Linked DNA regions of Zea mays: region 2 is linked to region 1. Evidence: chromatin contacts called from public Hi-C data. All regions are on one chromosome and are shown on one strand. The core of a region is the stretch at or near the end of the contact, and the rest is flanking DNA. Distances in the headings are between cores, read along the strand shown.

The links. Hi-C and Micro-C count contacts between places; a contact is called where the count stands out from the background.
Region 2: a Hi-C map of tassel shows a contact between it and region 1, with 3 times the contacts expected there. The contact joins the promoter of LOC100272797 here to the promoter of LOC100273544 in region 1. A contact is called at or near these places in 2 of 25 Hi-C or Micro-C datasets (ear and tassel).

The regions. Positions count from the first base shown.
Region 1 is chr3:94,805,522-94,810,127 of Zm-B73-REFERENCE-NAM-5.0, forward strand. It overlaps LOC100273544 (Auxin response factor 2), which reads right to left and starts at 2,478. Exons shown (of 15, transcript NM_001320084.1): 1 at 2,239-2,478; 2 at 1,983-2,119; 3 at 1,076-1,174; 4 at 946-999; 5 at 690-875; 6 at 506-590; 7 at 1-45. The coding sequence starts at 2,260.
Region 2 is chr3:95,567,129-95,571,734 of Zm-B73-REFERENCE-NAM-5.0, forward strand. LOC100272797 (Nuclear pore complex protein NUP1) reads left to right here and starts at 2,691. Exons shown (of 8, transcript NM_001360114.1): 1 at 2,691-3,086; 2 at 3,437-3,483; 3 at 4,596-4,606. The coding sequence starts at 2,765.

The DNA.
Region 1 (4,606 bases), core at 1,228-3,727:
CAAAAACACTCCAACCACTTTGCAGGAGATGTCTCCGTGGCTGACCTGATGTAAATCAAATGCTAAGTTGTAAATTTTAACAGGTATAAGATCATCAACTATCCAAGTTACAATTTAGGTCACCAACAACAGAACACAAATTCATAAAGCAAATAAACTAAGTATGAAAAAGAATCATTGATAAAATGACTGCTATCATCCAAAAATCAAATGCAGACCAACCCAAGAAAATATTAAATACATAAATTTCTGGTGACAGTATAGCCCTAGTCAGAGAATAGAATTGAAGTGCTTATGTACAACTCAGAATTGCTCGCACAAAACTTATCAATTAAATTCAAACCGAATGGTCAACACACAAATAGCCTCTAGAGCATTAAAAAAACAAGTACAAGCTAGGCATTAAGCATGCATTCGTCTAGTGAAACTAAGTGAACAAACAAGAAAGAACATAACACTATTATTCTGGAATAAATCCACTGCAAGCAAGACAATGAGGCATCACCTCGAAAGATGTGACGGAACCGCCACTCGGCCCCATGCAGGTCCTTGGCCACCAATTCTTGATTTGGGGGATGTTGACTCATATCCTGATCAAAGAGAACCGTCAAAGGCATCATCATCATTAAGCCAACAACAGGCAGTGTTAAACCAACAACAACATGAGTCAAAGGTTCAGAGGGCCTAACCAATGGTGGGAGGCACTCATCTGCATGCCGGCGCAACACTGAGAAACCACCATGTGTGCTTGTGTCTGAGGCAGTCAATGTCTTGCAGAAGGAATGGATGTGAGGACCCTCATTTGTGGCTGGTAGCGCAGGAGGCACCACCACCTCCTCTTCCTCCACTGTTGTAGATGTATTCTCATCTTGCTTCTGAGAATCAAACACTAGTCTGAGCATTCCAAGTCTGAGCACGCATAAAGCAAAACCAGAAGTTACCCACCTTATCAGGGAGCAGGGTGAGCTGGGCGTACACCTCATCAGTATCCGGCTCAACCTAGCAAAGGAAACGAGGAAAAAGAATATGCATTCACAACATTCTACAGTGAACAGCAAAGAAGCTATGTTGTTACCTTCAGTTCGATGTTCATGAGCTTGCAGGGAATCTTCCATGGCAGGTTGTAGAGGGGCGTGCCCTGCTGCTCGGCAAGCTGGTTCGTCGATGCCTCCACCTGAGCACAGCAGAAACCAACAGAATCCCGCACAATCAGCGCCCCAAATCACATAGAGCAGCGCAAGAATCTTAGAAAGAGGAATCACCGCATATCTAAGTAAAAAATTGCGGAGCTTTGGATGGCATTAAAAAACAATAAAGGCGCTGATTCGTAATACCATTCGAGGCAGAGGCACTAAAGAAAGACCAAGCCTCTAGGGTCAAATGAAATGAAAAAAAAACATCATATGAGCTCACTGGAATGACCAGTAAACGTATCCGAGGACCTGTCAAACCTAGAAAAAAAATCCCCAAATCAGAAGACGCATGGGACTTTGAGGTCTGAGCGACAAAGTGCCTACGCGTCAAAATCAGAACTGCCGAACCCTCCAAATCAAAAGCAAAACCCCAGCGCAGACTGCAGCGGCCATGCGAATCAACCCCAAAAGCCAGAGACAATTCCCCTCACAGTCCACGATTCCATGCACATGCGCGGGCTTCACAGGAAGCCGAACCACGAATCCAAGTTGCGGACGACGAGGACTTGAAATCCGGGGCCACGGCGCAGGCGCGAGCCCGGAATTTCCCAAATCGAGGGCACGCACCGCACAGGGACCCCGTCGCGCTCATATCAAATAACCCCGCGCCTAAACCCCTCCAAACCCTGGAATCCGCTGCGATCACGCGAAATTCGGCGAGGATTCCGACGCATGCACACATGCGTAACCCAAAAGCGCTTCGAAAAACGCGAGGATACAGCGGCGGCACCCACATCAATAACGAGAGACGGGCATCGCCAGGGCACCCTCCCTCCCTGTCTGCCTCACCTGCTCGATGTGGCCCTGCGGGAGGTAGTAGACCTTCTCCCCAAGCGGCGGCACGCAGGACAGCGGCCCCGCGCAGGCCTTCCACAGCTCGACGAACAGCGCGTCCTTCCCTCCGCATCCGCGTCCTGCTTCCGCACCTGCACGCCCAGGCAAAAGAAGCACATAAACCTCGTCACAGACAAACCTAAACCCCTTGGAGGTGGGGAGGCCCGGGCCCCAAGCACCCGAACCAGCAGCGAGCGACACGCACACCCACCGGCGCAGGCAGCCGCCGCCATCGGATCTCACATGCACTTCCCAGTTCCCCCGACCACCTCCCTGCCGTCCGGAATTCGTCGCGATCTCCGCCGCGCAACTGGCACCTGAGTGATTTGCGCGGAAGGAAAAAGGGAAGAGGCAGCCGGAGGCGAGGCGAGGGGATTTATTTAAGTAGCAGGCCGCCGAAGGCGACGTCAGTTTCCTGTGTCGCTTCTCCTGCCTGCCCTTCTAAGTTCTTTACCCCTCTCGCAGCGTGTCGTGTGTGTGCTATGTGCTGTGTGAGCAAGACTGCAAGAGAGCGAGGGGAGGAAGAGGGAGAGAGTGTGTCTGTGTGTGTCAGTTTCAGCCGCCTCGCGTTGCCCACCACGACCGCCCCAAGGCAGCCGGTGTGCTGCACCCACCTGGTTGTTCCGGGCCGGGCCCGGGTCCGGGTGCATGGGCCTGTCTCTCCCCCGCGGGCAAGGGGCAGGGTAAGATATTTAATTGTATTACTGCTGCCGCCGCTTTTTGTTATGTTTGTACGGACGCCAAGCCCGACTGCCATGTTTGCTTGCGTGCTTTTGGCAGCAGCGTTGGGCGCCGCTCTCCGCGCGTTGGTCCGGTCAGAGGCAATGTTTGACTAAACGATCATTTAGTTTATCTACTGTACACACGGACAAACGCTACATGTCAGTGAATAGTTTCTGTTTCCTTTTTTGTTTAAACTGTTTAATTATCTGTTTAGTCTGTTAATAGACTGTATAGTTTTGATAACCTGCCACCTAGCGTCGAGAAAGACACCGGTAAGCCCGAGGTAGACGCGGTTTGGAACCATTGGCGCTGTCAGCCGGCTATTGGTGCTTGCGAGTGAGGGGCTGAGGATCCAATGCTCGTCTAATCGGCGAGCTTTGCGTAGGGATAACAATTTTACCCGTGGGTTCGGATATCCGTCGGATATCCGACCCGTCGGGTACGTGTTCAGACATAAAATTTGACCCATGAGTCTTACCCATGCCCGACCGGATTTTATTACGGATCCGGTACGGATTTGATTTCTTACCCGCGGGTACCTGACGGATATCCGAAAATAGTGATTTTAGATTTTCAAACTACCAGTACGCTAGCTAGCCTTCCATCCTCGACAGCTCATCCTACCTCCCTGTCTGTTGATGCTTCTGATCTGGTTTTAGTACTAGTGCAAGTACATTTGATAAAGTACCAGTACGTAGTACCAGTGCTATCTAGTACAAGTACTTGAGCTAAGAGAGTGTTAATACACAGACGACTATGCTAGCTACTCTTCGATTTTGACGAGTTGGAAGTTTATTAACAAAAAAACATTAGCAACACATGTCCAGGGCTACATCTACATGACTGCACTATGCAACAACATTATATGCCTCCGGTGATCATGGCGATGTGCGACGCTCAGAACTGCACTAGACTTCATTTAGGGAGAATGCACCAAGCTGCTATACCCGACGGATACCCGATATCCGCCCGATACCCGATGGGTATGGGTATAAAATTTTACCTGTGGGTATAGTCATGGGCGGATATGGATAATCCCCGCGGGTATGGTCGCGGACGGGTATTTACTCTACTCGATCCGAACCCAGCCCATTGTCATCCCTAGCTTTGCATTGTGCTGCTTGGACTTGGTCTTGGTGCCTTATTTTTCTAGAAAAACAAAGGTAGTGTTTGGTTGAGGAGCCAAGTAGAATGGAGTCGTTCCATCCCTGATTCTAGGAACGGAGCCGCTCTGTTCTGTGTTTGGTAAGCCGGAACGAAGCGGCTCTGTTTTTTTGTTTGGTTGCAGAGTGAACTGAAACAGAGCGGCTCCATCCTTTGTTTGGTTGAAGAGTCATTGAGTCGCATGAGGAGAGAGGTACCTGAGTCGCGTGATTGTGCGAGCGGGCTGGGAACGGAGCGGCTCTGTCCGGTTGAATTTTTGGAGTAGGATGGTTCCGGATCTGAGGAGAATATTCCCTATTTAGAGCCACTCTGTTCTAGTTACTTTGTAACCAAACAACAACAAAACTAGGATAGAACGGCTCCATTCTACTTGGCTCTTCAACCAAACACTGCCAAATTTCTATTTTGGATAGACAGTGTGGTTTGTTGGAGGGTGAGATTATGGTTTTTTCATTTGTAGTATATGACTCCAAGTCACTAAAAAAGCAAACAGAGTGACTAAAGTAGAGTGACCAAACTTTAGTTCTTTAGTCACCAAGAGGATGACTAAAAGTAGTTTTTTCCATCCCTTACCCTTCTCTAGCGCATGTACCTTCACCCCTATACCAGTGCGCATGCATTCATTAAGGGTAAATCGGTCAATATATATAGTAATTAATGTTCTTTAGTCGTGTTTAGTAACTGAAACCAAA
Region 2 (4,606 bases), core at 1,441-3,940, 760 kb after region 1:
CCGGCCCCTCTTCCGGGTATATAAAGGCCCGGGCGAGATCCACCCAAGGCTTCGCCCGAACCCGCCGCGGAATTCAAACTCGAAGGTGAAACGGTCTTTCTGTTCCTCGAACGACTCGCACACGCAACAGACGCCCCGCGAATCGCCCGTCCCGTCGCATTAACTCCTTGGCAGGGCAAGCGACACCTCCGGCAGGAGAAGCGGGCGTCGTTTCGTCTCCGTCATAATGACCGTGTCAAAAAAGGTGCGCCACCTTATTTAAATTCATGTCCTTTTTCTTTCCCTCTCTCTCTCTTGCCATAGGGACCGGAAAAGGGGGATATTTCGAAAAAGGATCCTTCCCAGCGAAGGAAACGAGCCCCGAGCCCTCCTACTGATCAGGGGTTCGAAGGTTGCGTCCTCCGGGGTTCGGCAACTGCCCCAGAGCACTCGGGCTCCGTGCCCTTTACTGATCAGGGGTTCGAAGGCTGGCCCCTCGGAAGGGTTCGACAGCCACCCCAGAGCACGCAGAGTCAGGGATGACCCTGGGTACGTCCGTTACATGGCCGAGGCTCGGGCTACGCTCCCGAGGTACCCTAGGACATTTTCGAGATTAGTGGGAACGATTTTGTAACGGAATCCCACCGGAGGGAGGCATCGAGCCCTCGGACCCTATCGAATGGGTCCGGGTCCGGCAAATCACCTATATGTACTTTTGGAGCGCGCCTCTGGGCCACTAACCGACCCTTATCGAACGGGGCTCGGGCGTCCACTCGGATCACCCGCTAGCAACTCACTGGAAACACCATGTTCGGTGCCCCCCCGAGGGTAACATGGCGCTTTCCCCCCTTCCTCCTTGCGGAAAGGCGACGAAGGGGCGTACAATAAAAGTCGAGACGGTCCTTGATCGTCCTCTCGCTCCATGCAGAGGCTCGGGGGCTGCTCTCGCACTAGGCTACGGCCGAACTGTTGACCACGTCAATAAACCAGCGTGAAAACTCGAAGCCTGACCGTGCACCCGGGCTACGGCCAGGCCGTCTGAGGGAACGACAAGGCCATCCGAGGCATCGCAAAAAATTAAGACCTCAGAGGAGTCAAACCACTCCTCCGAGGCCTCGGGGGCTACATCCGGCGGGTGCGCTCGCGCGCACCCACCGGAACAAAATATAACCGAGAAGGGCCGGTCCCCTTGCAAAAATCCGGCAGAACCTCCAAGCGAGTGCCCGCACTCCCTTTGAGGCTCGGGGGCTACTGTCGGGTACCGTAATTAGGGGTACCCCCAATGCTCCTTAATCCGGTTGGAAAGCATCTTCAGAACAAACCATACGCGGCTGATAAAGCGCGGTTCAAGTCAAGGCCACGCCTACCAAGGGACGCAACCTCATCCGAGCCCAGCCTTGGGCGAGAACAGTAGTCCCGGACGGGTTCACGCCTCGCCCGAGGGTCCCCTCAGGCGATGAGCGCACCCTCGGCTCGCCTGAAGCCTAGCTTGGGCAGACTTTGTCGTGCAGCGACCTTGGCCAAATCGCCTTACCAGCCGACCATATCGCGTGCACATTTAATGCGGGGATCGGCTGACACCTTATCCTGACACGCGTGCCTCAGTCGGTAAGGTCGAAGTGACCACAGTCACTTCGCCCCTTTACTGGCCGATCTGACAGGAAAACAACGCCGTTCACCCCGCTCCGGCTACCGTGCCAACCACCAGGATGAAACTGAGTCACGATCTCCCACGAGTTCGGCCTCGGGCGCAACAAGGAGCTCCGCCTCGCCTGACCTCAGGCCTCGGCCTCAGCCTCGGCCTCGGAAAAAGATCTCCGCCTCGCCCGACCCCAGGCCTCGACCTCGGGAGGAGTCACAACCCCGCCCGAGCCCAGCCTCGGCCTCAAGAGAAGTCTCCGCCTCGCCCGACCTGGGCCTCGGACCGACTACGCTACAGGGGATACATCATTACCCTACTCCTAGCTAGTTGCCTCAGGCTATGAAGGAACAAGACTGGTGTCCCATCTAAGGTTACTCCGGTAACAGGTAATGATGGTTCCCCGCGTGCGCCCATGACGTCGGATTGCTCTCAACCTCCTACGAAAGCAAGACAACGTCAGCAGTATCCATGCCACGCCGACAGCTGTGCTTTTACAGGGCTCAAGGCACTTCTCCGTCGGCCACGATAGCTCGTGTACAGGGCTCAAGGCGCTTCTCCGACGGCCACGTTAGCTCGCAGCTACACCCCATTGTACAACTGGGCATCTCCTTGTATCTATAAAAGGGGATGTCCAGGGCCTTCCTAAGGCACGTCACGGACACACGTTGCAACACTGACAACGTTGGACGTCGAGGACAGGCGGGGCAGACGAGACAGACAGCACGCAGAGACTCTCTCTCTCTTTCTCGCCCTCGCTCCCTCGCGCGACAACAAATTTACTGGTCGGTTGACGGTCCTCGCAGGTCCAAAACGCCGACATCCATAGTTTAAAAAATTCCTAAACCATTGGATATATTTTATGATGAATTTAACCGAATAAAATTTTTAAGTAGTTTTGGACTATTTTAAAGTATGAATTATGACATAGATTTAATTTCAATCGATGCTAATCCAGAACTGGAATGGTGTAAACGCTCTCTCTTCGTGGGCCGAGGATCAGCCCCCGCGTCTAGCCGTTGGATGTTGAATGGGAACGGACGGTCCGATGCCCATGACTGCAGGCATACATCGCTGCGGGTGAAGTTCGGCTATCTGATTTGCCGCCCGCGATACGGCGAAACCCTAGCTCCACAGCGCCGTTGCATGGAGTCCCAGCGATACAACTACGGCAGCGGCGCCGGCACCGGCGGCAAAATCCGCCGCTACCCTCCCTCTCGCGCCGTGGCTGCGTCACCATATGCTCGACCGGCCACCGCCCCGACCCACGCTCCTGGAACCGCCACGGCGGCGGTTTCGCATGAGGGCGGGTGGCTGTCCCGGATCATAGCCGCCGGCACCTCGCGATTCCTTCCCTCCTTGTTCAGCTTCAGCACGTCTCAACCTCAGCAAGCCGCGCCGGCCCCGTCGCCAACGCGCGACCAGCTGCCAGTCGTCGAGCCGCCTTCGCCGCTTCCCCCACCTTTAGGTTTTTCTCTGCATATTTTTTATTGTTTGCGGTTGCTCTGCTGCTTGCTCAGTGTTCGTGCGATTGTAGCCTAGAGATTGGTACTATTTTCTCTGTTGAAATACCTATTTTAGCTTTAGTCAACACTTGATTAAGATGTTACTTGTGCATGTAGCCTGTGGGCTATTGGCTATCAGAATTTGGGCGTTTACTCTGGCTTCTGCGCTAAATAAGTTAGCGAGTTATCATATTTTTCAGTATGGATTTGGGATACTATTGGAATGTAGTATGCTCTGAGTGGTATTGTTTTTCTAGTGTGTCGTTGATTTATTGCTGGCAAGCTAACATACTTTTCCCTTTTCAATCTATAGTGGATGATCGTCCAGAATGTGAAGAAAACGGTGGAGTGGCTGCCAATGTAAGCTGAATCAATAAATTCATAATGTATTTTTGTTTATTTTTACTTTATTTGAGTGATTGTCAAAACGATTTATAAGTTAATACAACTAGACTCTGAGTTTGCCATAAGCAGTTAAGCACTATTTTCATTAATTAACTCAATTCAAAACATTTCCTCAGGATCATTTTATGAGTCTATTCCAAGCCTGCAATTTTAGCTTGTTTCTGAAGGCTTTATTGATTTTTTAGCATCTACTTCCTCCATTCTAAATCATAGTTCATTTTGTCTTTGTCCTAAGCCAAACATCTCTATTTTGACCAAGATTATAGAAAAATACACCAACATATATAACATCAAATTAGTTTCATTAAATTCTCCATGATATATATTTTGATTGAGTATTTGCTTGAGCTTATAGTTCATAACATATTTTTTCTAAAAACCCAGGCAAAGGCAAAGTTTGAGAAGTTTGATTTAGGAGAAAGCCGAAGTGAACTTTAATTTGGACTGGGGGAGTAGAACAGATTATTTACTTATATTTATTATACTAGGAAAACAAATCTCTGTTTGTTTTAAGTAACTTTCGACTTCCAATTTTATGTCTTCTGTGGCTTAGTTCCTGAGCCCCCTTTTGTTGGTGGCCCTTGTTGGGTATCAACTCTAGACCCCTCTCAACATGATTGGGGCTAAAGGGTCTTGCCGTTTGTTTAACATTTCTGCTAGGAAAAAAACTCTGTTTATTTTAAGTAACACCCTGATCAGTTCTAATGGTAATTAATTTACTTTTGGACATTCAATTTTATGTCTTCTGTGGCTTAGTTTACAATGCCTCTTTTGTTGGTGGTCCTTGTTGGGCCTCAACTCTATAATTCCCCAACATGCTTGGGGCTAAAAGGTCTTGTTGTTTGTTTAACATTTATGCTAGGAAAAAAATCTCCCCTGACTTGTTTTAATGGTAATTAATTTACTTTTGGACTTCCAATTTTATGTCATTTGTGACTTAGTTCCCGAGACTTTTGTTGGTGGCCCTTGTTGGGTTTCAACTCTAGACTTATTCCAACATGTTTGGGGCTGAAAGATCTTGTTGTTTGTTTAACATAGTTCCCAAACATGTGTTTGTTCCACTGTAGAATTTGTGTAC